4 separate regions of the Mus musculus genome follow, and all the other regions are linked to region 2. A link is a contact called in public targeted proximity ligation data. All regions are on one chromosome and are shown on one strand. The core of a region is the stretch at or near the end of the contact, and the rest is flanking DNA. Distances in the headings are between cores, read along the strand shown.

What was found.
Region 1: a contact with region 2 is called in a targeted proximity ligation map of the SCID.adh cell line, with 12 read pairs. A contact is called at or near these places in 9 of 39 promoter capture datasets (the C10 cell line, cranial neural crest, embryonic stem cells and 6 more), 67 of 484 Hi-C or Micro-C datasets (the 3T3-L1 cell line, the 63-12 cell line, the AML12 cell line and 44 more), 21 of 130 datasets of targeted methods (the 230-238 cell line, the NIH/3T3 cell line, the SCID.adh cell line and 15 more) and 4 of 9 other capture datasets (adipose tissue, embryonic stem cells, liver and 1 more).
Region 3: a targeted proximity ligation map of pancreatic cancer cells shows a contact between it and region 2. A contact is called at or near these places in 1 of 39 promoter capture datasets (cranial neural crest) and 6 of 130 datasets of targeted methods (the 230-238 cell line, the NIH/3T3 cell line, the SCID.adh cell line and 3 more).
Region 4: a targeted proximity ligation map of bone marrow-derived macrophages shows a contact between it and region 2, with 2.2 times the contacts expected there. A contact is called at or near these places in 3 of 39 promoter capture datasets (the C10 cell line, cranial neural crest and frontonasal cranial neural crest), 9 of 130 datasets of targeted methods (the 230-238 cell line, the NIH/3T3 cell line, the SCID.adh cell line and 3 more) and 3 of 9 other capture datasets (adipose tissue, liver and pancreatic islet).

Annotation. Positions count from the first base shown.
Region 1 is chr19:3,427,791-3,431,120 of GRCm38.p6, reverse strand. No RefSeq gene overlaps it. Among named protein-coding and RNA genes, the nearest start is that of Gal, 15 kb to the right of the region's middle.
Region 2 is chr19:3,281,110-3,284,371 of GRCm38.p6, reverse strand. It overlaps Ighmbp2 (immunoglobulin mu binding protein 2), which reads left to right and starts at 1,362. Exons shown (of 15, transcript NM_009212.2): 1 at 1,362-1,671; 2 at 2,784-2,953. The coding sequence starts at 1,586. Mrpl21 (mitochondrial ribosomal protein L21) reads right to left here and starts at 1,330. Exons shown (of 7, transcript NM_001347420.2): 1 at 1,201-1,330. The coding sequence starts at 1,300.
Region 3 is chr19:3,518,426-3,521,355 of GRCm38.p6, reverse strand. All of the region lies in intron 4 of Ppp6r3 (protein phosphatase 6, regulatory subunit 3), which reads left to right. Among named protein-coding and RNA genes, the nearest start is that of Gm23940, 30 kb to the right of the region's middle.
Region 4 is chr19:3,469,654-3,472,751 of GRCm38.p6, reverse strand. It overlaps Ppp6r3 (protein phosphatase 6, regulatory subunit 3), which reads left to right. Exons shown (of 24, transcript NM_028999.1): 17 at 719-773; 18 at 1,651-1,781; 19 at 2,990-3,098. Among named protein-coding and RNA genes, the nearest start is that of Gm23940, 19 kb to the left of the region's middle.

The DNA.
Region 1 (3,330 bases), core at 226-2,725, 150 kb before region 2:
GCCACTATCTCACACACAGAACTGTACCCACTGAGATACACGCATCAGCTAAGACCAAACACAGCCCATCATCGAGTGTGCAGTGTGCAGGGGAAGGTCGTGCTGAACAGTACAGCTTGCCCCTGTGGGCTCATTAAGCCTTACTTCCCCTTAGTTTTATATTTTAAGACAAGGTCTCAGGTACCCATGCCGGGGACTCACTGTGCAGCTGAGGCTGGTGTGAAACCCCGGCTCTTCTGCCACCGCTTCCTCACTGCTAAGAACACCAGAGTAAGCCAGCCCAGCTGTGTGTGTGTGTGTGTGTGTGTGTGTGTGTGTGTGTGTTACCTGCACATGTGTGTGCATGCATGTGCAAATGTGTGCACAAGAGTGTGTGGTACCTGCACAGAGGACGTCTTACATCCGGCTCTGTCCTTTGAGTCAACACCTCTCACGGAACCTGGACCTACGCTGGCAGCCACAATCCTCCTGCCTCCAGGCCCTAGCAGTGGGGTTAGAGGCCTGTATGTAGCCCTGCCCTGCTTGCTGGTTTTAATGTGCACAGATGTTTGCCTCCGTGTATGAATGTATGTATGTGCACATACATGCCTGGTGCCCCTGGAGGTCAGAAGAGGCCATCTGAGCCCTTGGAACTGGACCTGGAGCTAGAGATGGCTGTGAGTGTTGGGAACTGAACTCAGGTCTACTGCAAGAACACATGCTCTTGTTTGGGTTGGGTTTGGTTTGGTTTGGATGGTTCAGTTTGGTTTTCCTATGTAGCCCTTTCTGTCCTAGCACTCACTCTGTAGACCAGGCTGGTCTTGAACCTGTCTGCCTCTGCCTCCTGAGTGCTGGGATTAAAGGCGTGCGCCACCACAGGCTGACAGGACAGGTGCTTTGGCACAGAGCCAAGTCCATATGCTCTAATGCCCACGATGCCACAATGAACCCTTTCACCCACCGAGCCACTTCTTTACCAACTCCTCTTTTTGACACAGGGTCTCCATATGTAGCTCAGGCTGACCTCCTGAGTGTTAGGATTATAGGAATGCCCTACCACACTTAACTCATTATTTTTATTTTGCTTAATTAGGTTTTGAGATGGAGGTGATGGCTCAATGGGTAAGAGTGCTGGCTACTCTTCAGAGGACCTGGGTTCGATTCCCAGCATCCAGATGGCAGCTTACAACTATCTGTAACTCCAATCCTTGGGGATCTGTTGTCCTTCTGGCTTCTCAAGACACCAGCCATCCACATGATATACATACATACAGGCAGGGAGAACGACAAGACACATAAAATAAAATAAATAAATCTTTAAAAAAACAGTCCAAGACAGAGTCTCAAATGCCACACAGCTGAACCAAGCTTCCTTCGAAGAGCAAAACGGGTTTCCAGAACAGTCAGTCAGTGAGACCACAGCCCTCAGCTCTGGTCCTGCTGGGAGGCTGAGCACCCCGCCCCTACCCAGCATGCACTGTGCCTCAGTCAATTTTGTCATCGCCATCTGTGGCCTTGCATGTGTGTTTGGATTTTCTCAGAGATCAGACGAGGGTCCTAGTTGCCCTGGGACTGGAGTGTGACAGTGAGCTGCCACACTGGTGTTGGAAACTAAGCTCTTAGCCTCTGAGCCATCTCTGCAGCCTCAGGGCAAGGAGTCCCGCTCACCTCTGTGAGAGACAAAGCCCTGTTAGGCATGGTGTGGGGCTTTCTTTACAATTTGATTTCCATTGTTCTTTCCTTCATTCTGAGAAGGAACCTGGGGTCTGTGTGCCAGGTAAACATTCTCTCCACTGAGTGGCAGTCCCTGCCTGCTGCTTTTTTCTTCCTTTCTGTCTTTTCAGTAAAACTGTTAGTGCTTTTTTACTGAATTGTTTGGCAGGAACACAAGCACACAGCTGCTTCTCCCCTTCTGCCTCATGGATTCTCTGGGGATCGGACTCTGGTCATCAGGCATGGGGCTTGGTTGGTGAGGTCTTAGTTTTGTTTTAAAGAAAATGCCATGAAGGGCAGCAAGAAAAAAGGCTTGCTTTGTTGGGGAAACCAAATTTGTTAGGGAAAGAGAGAGATCTGTGATTAGAAAGTTATTGTTATTAAGTATTTCCAAAACAAGTCCCTTGGCTGTAAGGGCCATCCTTAGCTACGGAGCAATTTGGAGGCCAGCCTGAGCTATAGAAAACCCCCTCTTGGGGGGGGGGAACTAGAGGGAATATTATCTTCAAAATACTGACTCTTTATAAATCCTTCCAAAAGTAATTTGATTTTTTTTTTTTTTTTTTTTACAAAATTCAGTTTCCCAAATCTGTAACATTGACAAGCTGGTGAGGCTGGGAGATCGGCAGAGTCATTTACGACCTGGCAGGGCATCTGCGTCACTTAATATGAAAAATGGGCTTTGATGGTTACATAAGCCCATGGCTGTCAGGACAGCCAGGAGAACACTGCGACCCTTCTGACGCGTTCTGTAGCTCCTCAGAGTCCTGGCGAGCTCTAGGTCACTGTGATGATCACTGCGGTTCAGAGTGAGGATTGAGGCTGCTGCTGCCAGCTCAGATCCTGTCAGCCACAGGACAGGCTGCCTGGTTGCCCACGGAGCCTGGGTGTGGGGCTGCTCGGTCTCTCTCTGCCATCTGCTATGGGCTGTCCTGGGTGCCCGCAGAGCCACGATGCAGGATCGTTCTATTTTTCCATACATCCTGAGATTCCCTCTGTGTACTTTTCTCAAATGTCCCTCCCCTTAAAGATCTTGCTGAGTTAGGGGCTGTTCTACTTAGCTTCTATGCCAAAACCCTGACCAAAAGCAACTTGGAGAGGAAAGGGTTGACTTGGCTCCCAAGTCCCAGTCACATTCAATCTCTGAGGAGAAGAAGTCAGGGCAGGACTCAGGCAGGGCTCAGACAGGAGACACAAATGCTACCATTTCCTGCTTACCATGGTCTGTCAGGCTCACAGCCATCCCATCTCCTGGGATGGCACCACCCACAGCTACCCAACCATCAAGAGGATTCACACACAGGCCAATCTGATGGAGGCAATTCCCCAGGTGAGGTTCCTGCGTCCCTCGACACTGTGCATCAGGTTAACAGCGTAGCTACTTTGGCACTGATGCAAGAGTTAAAATCCCAGGGGTTGGGGGTTATTCAGACCCAGGTTCAAGTCCTGGTGAGCTTGTGTGCACTATTCTTAGCTCACAGTGATTTCCACAGTCACTGGCCTCTTGTGTATGGACTAGTACCCAGAAGCCATTTCCTGTCACAAAGCTCTCTATACTTCCAGACCTCTGTCACACAGGTAATGGGATCAGGCTAGGCATCTGACTTGGACTTGGGGTTGGAGGGGGAGGTGGTGCAC
Region 2 (3,262 bases), core at 113-2,612:
AGCACCCACATGGAAGGCCTCAAGTGTCTGCATCTCTAGCTCCAGGGATCTGTGATAAACCAGCATACTTCTATCTTAAGCTGGAAAGCCATCTTATAGTAGAGAAAAAGTAGATTCATTTCTGTTTATGATTAAATCTGTTTCTCAAGGATTGGGTTATGCCACACCTTAACTACAAATGGGTTTATACCACCTGTCCCGGAAAACGGCAACTATGCCTTTGTTTCAAAGTTATTATTACAACCTGTTGTTACGACTACCTTGCAACTGCACTTTTGTTTCAGAAGGTTATTGTGACCAACCGGTTACGCTTATGTTCTGCTTCACCCCCATTTGGAAACCTCCTATCCCTGAACTATAGAAACCCTGATTTCAGGGGTGTCCAATGCTGACCTCCTGAACCCTGTCTTAGGTGGAGGCAGCCTGCATACCCAAGTGAAAAAGCTTGCTTTAATTAATTTGGCTACGATGATTTGAGTTGGTGGCCTTTCTCCTATCATCTATGGATTAACATCTGACCCCCTCTTCTGGACTCCAAAGGCACCTTCACTTAAATGCACAGAAAGGACCCTCCCCCCCCCCCCCCGAAACAAACATCACAATAAGTCTTAAAAAAAAATAAAGAAAGAAACTGAAAAGGTCGAACACAACAGTGTCCACCTGACATCATCATCTGGTCTCCACACGGGCATGTACACCCACCTGCACACATACATACACATAACACATACACAAACTAAAAGGTCTGGGTCAACAAAACTAAGGGCACATTACTTGTTATGTTTCAAGATAGACTAACATTAAAATCACTCACTCCTTTCTTCAACGTCATTTTTTTTTTTCCTGATCCGAGGGTGGCTAGCAGCCCGAGGACAACTGTCCACACCCATGCTCTACTTAGCAGCTTCTAACTCGCTTTCTTTACATCCCCATTGTATGACCCTGGGTAGGTCATTTGTCTACACCCATTTGTGTCCCTGTACTATAGGACCTACACTTAAGTTTAAGAGCACTTCTCAGTATTAAGCAATGAACGGAAGGAACCACGTTCTCATCCCAGGTTCTCGTACTCCAAACCCTGTGCCATATTCACGACTCTCATAACCAACACACCAGGAGCCAAGGTGGACTCAGACACACGGGCGGCAGACGGCGGAAGCACCGCTAGCTTCTTCCCTCACCAGGCCTCCCTGGTCTCACCTGATCCGGATCCCTGGGATGCCAAGATGCTACGGCTACACACAGACACCAGCCGCCCGAAGGCGCCCGGCAATGCCGAGGCCGCTATGGCAGCAGCCATGTTTCCACAGTCCCAACCGGAAGCGGAAGCAGCGCGAACCTTGTGCGTCAACACACAAACTCAGTAGGGAACACCTGGAGCAGGGAAACAGGGATCCTACTGCAATCACTGGCTTGGCGGGGAACGCAGGAAACGGACCGGCCGGGAATCCGCGCCCTGGCTGGGAGCGCAGGGCCTTTTGCGGATTCTGGTCCAGTGGGGAACACGGTCCGACTGGAACTCGGGTCCCACAGGACTAAACTGGCCGAGCAGGAAGCATCAGTCAGGGGCTGCATCGCGGAGCAGATGGCCTCGTCCACCGTGGAGAGTTTCGTGGCCCAGCAGCTACAGCTGCTGGAGCTGGAGCGGGACGCCGAGGTGGAGGAGCGCAGGTAAGTTTGGCCGCAGGTCCCAGGCCCTCTGTAGCTCTCCTTAGTTACCGCCTGGAGCCAGTCTAGTGTTGGCTGGGTGAATGGCTAACACACAGAGACAGCCCTAGGAGAAGACCGCACAGCAGCGTCACTTCGGGGCGTCGAGGCAAAAGGATCGGGAGTTCAAGATCACATTTTGGCTACGTAGCCAATTTGAAGTCAACCCGGGCTACAGGAGACCCTGTAGTGAGGCCCCCCACCCCAAGGGAAAAAAAAGAGAGAGAGAGAGAAAAAGAAAGAAAGAAAGAAAGAAAGAAAGAAAGAAAGAAAGAAAGAGAGAGACTTAACAGGATGGTCAGTGCTAGATGGGGAGTGGGACAAGTTTTCTTCGGGATCCAGGGAGTGGGGTGTGCCAGAGAGCAGCTTCCTAGAGGAAAGTTAATGAAGCCTATGTCATGTATGGTGCCTGAGCATTCCTGAAGAGCCATGTTGTTTCAGGAGAATATCTACAGGCCTGCAACAGACAGAGCCACCACTTCTCTATCCCACAGTGCAGTTCCTGTAATGCATTTCCCTAAGGATAGACAAAGGCTGGCGAAGTAACTGACCCAGGGTAACCCACGTGGAGGCAGGACGTGAAGTCAGTCTGTGAGATTACAGATGTGTAATCTGTAGATTGGTTGACTGAGAGTCTGTCAGTCATGATGAGGGAGAGGTTTTGCTGTTGTGGCTGTGTGACTATGGAATTGTGTACTAGGCCTTCCCATACATGTCTGTGAAGGCATGTGATTCCCACACCATGTGCTTGCTGTGAGAATGAAGCGATATGCTTTAAGCCAAACTGGGACCTTGAACCACACTTAGGGTGTTGGTGGTAAGAAGCAGAGAGAGAGTCAGGTATAAATGGGAGGGCCCCAAAAGACAGATGGCAGATGGCAAAGAGACATGATAAGATTCTGTGTTGGCTGACTTGGAGCAAGTTAGGCAGTACCTGTCCCGTGGGGTGTGGGGGAGAGGTAGGATTGGAGTAGAGTGGATCCGGAGTTCTTTTGGGGCATACGTAATGCCTATAAGCAGAACTCCTTTCTCCCTTGTGCAGGCACAGTGAAGCTGTTTTGCTTGGTGTCTTCTAGGTCCTGGCAGGAACACAGTTCTCTGAGAGAGCTTCAGAGCCGAGGGGTGTGCTTGCTGAAGCTTCAGGTATCCAGCCAGCGCACAGGGCTGTATGGGCAGCGGCTGGTCACCTTTGAGCCCAGGAAGTTTGGACCTGCAGTGGTGCTTCCTAGCAACAGCTTCACCTCTGGTACGTGTTCCCTGGGGGCTTGTATCATCCATGGCTGGTGGTCAGATCAAGGCCTGTGCTGTCCGAAGGGCTGGAGAATTGACCCACACAGTCTGTGGCACTACAGTGAAAACCTTCTGGTTACAAACCTGGTGAACAGCATAGCTGCTTTTGTTGCTGTTTTGAGACAGGGTCTGAAATTTCCTGTGTAGCAGAGGATGACTTTGAGCCTTGAACTCCTAATCTTCCTGCCGCTACCTTCCAGATGCTGGGATTATAAGGTTACCAGCATGCCTGACTTTTTGTTGGTTTTTGGAGACAGGAATGTGA
Region 3 (2,930 bases), core at 151-2,650, 240 kb before region 2:
TTCCTCCTGACTAGTGCTTTTTACACTTTGGTAATGTATTTTAGCTTAGATACCTGGATGCCCTTGTGTCTCAGCAGTCCTAGTCTATCGCACTGGATAATACATCTCAGTATTCTTATAGATACCACCCCTTGACACCTTTTCCTTTCTAATTCAGACTTACGTGGAAATGCCGTTCCCAAGGAATGGTTCACCAAGTGTGACCTTTGGATCAGTGTCAACAGCATCTACTGAGATTTTTTTAAAAGATTGCTGTGCAGGAGTCTTGACAGTGGGGGTTTCTAGCGCATCTTTCATTTCAGTTCATGCTATTGCCTGCTGGAATTGGAGAACCATTTCTCTAGTGGATATTGTTGTGAAGGTGCAAGAGCTCACTTCCAAGAAACAGCTAGAGCAGCGGATGCTGAGTGCAAGCTGACAGATCAGTTGCAGCAAGCAGAGATGAGCATGGTCAAGCCATTCAGACCTGCTGTTTACTCTTCATGGTGGGCAGTAGTCTCCAGTTACTTGGTCTTGCTCTGTGGTCGGCACACATGATAGAACTGAAACTATTTTGGGCCCATTATGTTCTGTTCTCTGTTAAGTCAGGGACCATGTTTTATTTTAGAAAGATGGTGTTCTTTGTGTTCAGGTAAGGTTTTTATTTGAATACAAGGGCAACTTTCCCAAGTGTGTTGGTAGGAAGATCCTTTGCCTTGAATCACAATCCCTAAGTTATGGTCTCAGTAGTGTAAATGTCTCCCATTCTGCCCTCCACATAGCAATCAAAATATCATTGGCAATTGCAAGCCATCATATACCCTGGCACAGTTAGTTCAGAGATGGGTGCCTCCATCAGTAAGGCATGCTTCATTATGTTTTTATCTTTTTTTATTTTGTATTTATTTTTTGGTTTTTCGAGACAGGGTTTCTCTGTGTAGCCCTGGCTGTCCTGGAACTCAGAAATCCATCTGCCTCTGCCTCCCGAGTGCTGGGATTAAAGGTGTGCACCACCACGCCCGGCTTATGTTTTTATCTTATATCTGCTGTTAGACCCAGGCTGAGGAGCTATGATTTCTGGTGTATATAAGACAAATCATGAAAATACGTGGAAGAATTTCTGAATCTCTGTGTTATTGATACCAGAGCTCAGTCAGTTGTATTATCTGTCTGACAATGATGATGTGTGTCAGTTGAACCCTGAATGAAGAAGAGTCCTGTCTGTCACCTGGTTGCTCCTTGTCTCTCTAGCCTCAAGTCCTTGGATGATAATGAGAGTACAGCAGTGTTGCTTATGTAGCTGCTTTTGTCTTTTAATAAAAGCTTGTTTCCTGTTGCTTGGTAGTGTTGGTTAGGACTTAGGCACTGCCAGTGCTGACAAAAGTCCACATTCACATGGTGTAATCAGCCTTTAGAACAGGGTGTCCAACTGTTGGCAGTGTTGAATGGTTTAGTCTTCGACAATGAAATCGGCTTGTGGTCCATGCTGTATTGTTCATAGCACCAGCTAAGCTTTGTGCGTGTAGGCTCTAGGACCAATGTTTCTGCCATGAAATGAGGGTGTAGTTTGGTCATGTGTAGTTGGTCATGTGTGACTTTTTCCTTCTCTCTTGCTGCCTTTCAAAGACTACTGTAGAACTCAGCTGTGACTGGCATGGCTGCCACTCCTTGAAGAGGTGTGTCCATTTGACATCGTCTACACAAACAGTATAGTGACTCATTTTGAAGTTACTTGGCAGTTGTAGTTCTAGCTGTTCTTTCTGGCTGTTAACATTCTTTGTGCAGCTCAGTAGCAGTCCTGTGACTCTCATGGCATGCAGATCTTAGTTTAAATCCCAGGACAGTTTCCTTTCACTTGTAGCAGATACTAACATGTCTGAGCCTAGGATTTCTCATCTAGAACAATGAATCTTCACCTTCCAGGGCTTAGTGAAAATTTGTAGCAGAAACAAAAACCCTATCGGGCTAGAGAGATGGCTAAGTGGTTAAGAGCACTGACTGTTTTTCCAGAGGTACTGAGTTCAATTCTCAGAAACCACATGGTGGCTCACAATCATCTGTAAATGGGATCCAGTGCCCTCTTCTGGTGTGTCTGAAGACAGCTACAGTGTACTCATATACATAAATAAACAAGTAAATCTTTAAAAAAGAAACAAAAAACTCTACCACTTTGCTAAGCTCTCCTAGGACGTGTGGTGGAGTTTTAATAGATGCTGTTGGCTCACTGACACAAATAAGAAGACATAGGAAGTGGTGCAGGACAGAGCATCATTTGCATTCCAAGTTCTTTCCCACTCAGCACAGCCCCCTCTTCCCAACCTCCTGTTAGTCATACATGCAGCAGTGCAGCCTAAATCACCTTGTGACCAGGCAGGTTAGCTACTTAGAAACAGCTTTGCTTTGAATCTCCCTTCGTTTTAAAATATTCTGCATTTTAATTTTAAGTCTTATAGGATTGTTTCATAAAGTAGTATATGTATTTTTTAAATATTTGTTTCATTTTATGTATATGGGTGTTTTGCCTACATGTATGTGCACCATGTATATGTCTGGTGCCCACCAAGGCCAGAAAAGGGTGTTGACTCACCCCAAAACTGGAGTCACAGCTGGTTGTGAGCCAACATGTGGATGCTGGGAATTGAATCTGGGTCTTCTAGAAGAGCAGCCGGTGCTCTTAATTGCTAAACCATCTCCCGCCCCAAATTGTATGTTCTTTAGCTGTTTGTAGGTTTGTAGATAGCTGTTGCTAGGGAATGAACAATGAAAATAAACAGAAGGCAAAGGTTCAGTCAGCTTCATTTGTAATGGGGATGCATGTCAACTTTAAGGGTTTTGAATATTGCAGCTGTTAGCCAGATTCCCCATGTGCTTGCCGATTCGGTACCTGCTTGCTTGCTTGCTCTTAAGCTATCTAGCAGGATTTGAGAAATGTTGGTTATTCTAGATTGTAT
Region 4 (3,098 bases), core at 107-2,606, 190 kb before region 2:
ATTTCTATCCAGAAAGAAAAACACTATACAAGGCATTTATCTGTTTGCTATGTGAACAATCTACATAGGATCAGAATACACACACACACAGACACACACACAGACCCTCATCCCTACCCCATCTCCTCTTGACATCTTGGATTTTTCCCATCTGGACTCTAGTTTTACTAGTTCAGAATTGACATTCTCTTTTAGAACAAATGCTTAGCCTGATAACTGGTTAGAATGGAGCTTTGATGATTAATAACATTGTCCCACCATTTATAATCATGTAGCTCATCATGGCTGCTTTTACCCATCCCTGTCATGCTTTCAAGGAGGCAGGATGGCAGGATTGCCTGTGTGTTTCATGTACGAATCGGTCCTAGTACCTAACAATGCTTTTGTGCTTTTTCATGTTTGGACTTGATTGTTTGGAAGCTTTTTTCTTGGTTTTGTTGATGTGATCCTTGCAACCATAATTAGCACAGAAGTTAGAAATGTGTTGTTGAAAGGCTGTCACGGCCTCAAAGCATCATCTCCACTGCTCCCATCTCAACTCTTCCCTGTATCCACTCTTTAGTACCAGGGAGGGCACCATTGAATACAGCACGGAGGGTTTGTGCATTACTCACCGAGAGTGCATTGATAATAGAAATACTTGAAATTTTGAGGATTTCAGAGCACTGTTTATAGCCACCTATGGATGACAACAATTCTTCTTATGTTTTCTTTATAGTGTTTCTTTTGATCGGGTGTCAGATATCAACTTTACTCTCAATACAAATGAAAGTGTAAGTATAAACGCTTTCTGTTGTGCTCTGCCACTGGAGAAGTGGAGAATTGTGTTGTGTTGTGTTGTGTGTTGTGTTGTGTTGTGAAAGTGTGAGTATAAACGCTTTCTGTCGTGCTGTGCCTCTGGAGAAGTGGAGAATTGTGCTGAGTGTTGCCGGAGGCTGCAGATGGTTGTCCCGAGCTGTAGGCTCTTTTGCCCTATGGGATCCCACATCCCAGTTATCCTAATGAGTATCATCACATTATGTCTGCCTGGACCTGCAAGTAGGAGTTTGCAACCTTGGCTAATAGGACCCTGCCACTGTGATTGTACCACAGACATTTGGCCTTGGTTTCTCATCTCTGTTGCATGAAAAGAACATAACTTGGGTCAATATCAAGCTCTCTGCCAGGCTTCTCTTACAAACAAGACATTTGTGGCATTTTAATGGGGCCGTTCTGATTTTAGGTTGAATATCATGAGAATCTACTTTTACTTGCTGTTGGTGAGGTAGAATAACTCGTCAGGTTATAGCAGCTCTTTATGACTTCCTGGGCTGGTAACAGGAAGGACCCATGTCATTTCCTTGTTGGTCATATTGAAGACTTATCTTTGATCAAAGAGGAAGCTCAGAATGAAATGGGCAGTCCTGTGAGGAACAAGTGAGCTCATATTCAGGCCTTTTTCATGCTAAATCCAATCTTTCTCAGGAATTTTTTGTTACTTACACAGAAGCTAACATTTTATTTTTATGTTTATGCTTGATTTGGGCATATGTAATAGGTACCATTTTTTGAAAAGCAAATATAAAAACACAATTTTCCCTGGTAATTTGGGAGAGAAAACAGTTCTGACTTCAGTTGTATTTTTCTCTTTTCTTTACTTTTTTTCTGTAGGGAAATATTGCCCTGTTTGAAGCATGTTGTAAAGAACGGATACAACAATTTGATGATGGCGGCTCTGATGAAGAGGATATCTGGGAGGAGAAGCACATTGCATTTACTCCCGAATCCCAGAGGAGGTCCAGGTGAGCCACGGCTTGCCATGCCAAGTGATTTTCATGAGACTTGCACATGGCACCACCAATGTAAGCTGAACTTGCAGGACAAAATAATTAAGTATTTAAAAAAATAAATGGAGGCAGAGGCAGGCAGATTTCGGAGTTAGAGGACAGCCTGGTCTACAGAATGAGTTCCAGGACAGCCAGGGCTACACAGAGAAACCCCATCTCAAAAAAATCAAAAGGAAAAAAAAATGGATGGATGGAGGACTAGAGAGATGAGCCAGTGCTTACGAACACTTGCTGTTTATTCTGAAGACCTGAGTTAGATTCCCAGTACCACAGGACAGCTTGTAGCCATAGCAACTTCAGTTCTGAGGGATCCAGTGCCCTCTTCTGGCCTTTATTGGTACCAGGCACAGAAATGGTGCAAGCAAAACACCCACATACATTAAATAAACAAGCAAAAAATAATAAAAGGGAAGATGTTCTGGTCCACTCTGCCTTTAGCAGCATGACTCTTTACACAAGAGCCATGGAAGTTGATCCCATGTTCTTTTTTTCTTCTTTTCTTTTAACTTGGTTTTCCTTTGCAAGTAACTTAATGAAATTTTATTTATTTGTTTGTTTGTTTGTTTGTTTATTTAGGGTAGACATGTTTGTGCTTGCATCTTGGAGTGATCAGTGTTTGTTTGTTTGTTGTTTGTTTTTGGTTACCGATCCTGGGGGGTCAAATTTAGCTTGTCAGGCTTGACAGGAAGCACTTTTACTCACAGAACCATCTCTGTCCTGCAAAAAGTGTCTCGTCAGCAACATCCTCCTAGTTCAGAAAAACTTTTTTTCAAACCAGAAGCCATATCAGGAGTTTGTACATAGACAGTGGAAGTCAACATCCTAAGCTCTGGTGTGTACAGGATGATGAGAAGGAAGGATTTGGGCCAGGCAGTAGTTGAGCATACCTTTAATCCCAGGTGGGCAGATCTCTTGGATTCAAAGACAGCCAAGACTACATGGAGAAGTCCTGTCTTGGGGGGAAAAAAAAGAACAAAAGAAAGGTCTAGAAAGATTCTTAGCACCTTTGGCACATATCAAACCTTCCTCTATGAAGCAGTCATAGGCGAACATGGTCCAATTGAAGAGCAGTGTGCTTTTACACTGTAGGTGATCTTTAAAGTTTTCTGGACACGGCTGGTCTCTGATGAAACAGCCTTAAAAATTGCAGTGTTGTTTTATAGCTCTGGCAGTACGGACAGTGAAGAAAGTACAGACTCTGAAGAAGAAGATGGGGCCAAACAAGACCTGTTTGAGTCCAGCAGTGCAAACACAGAGGACAAAATGGAGGTG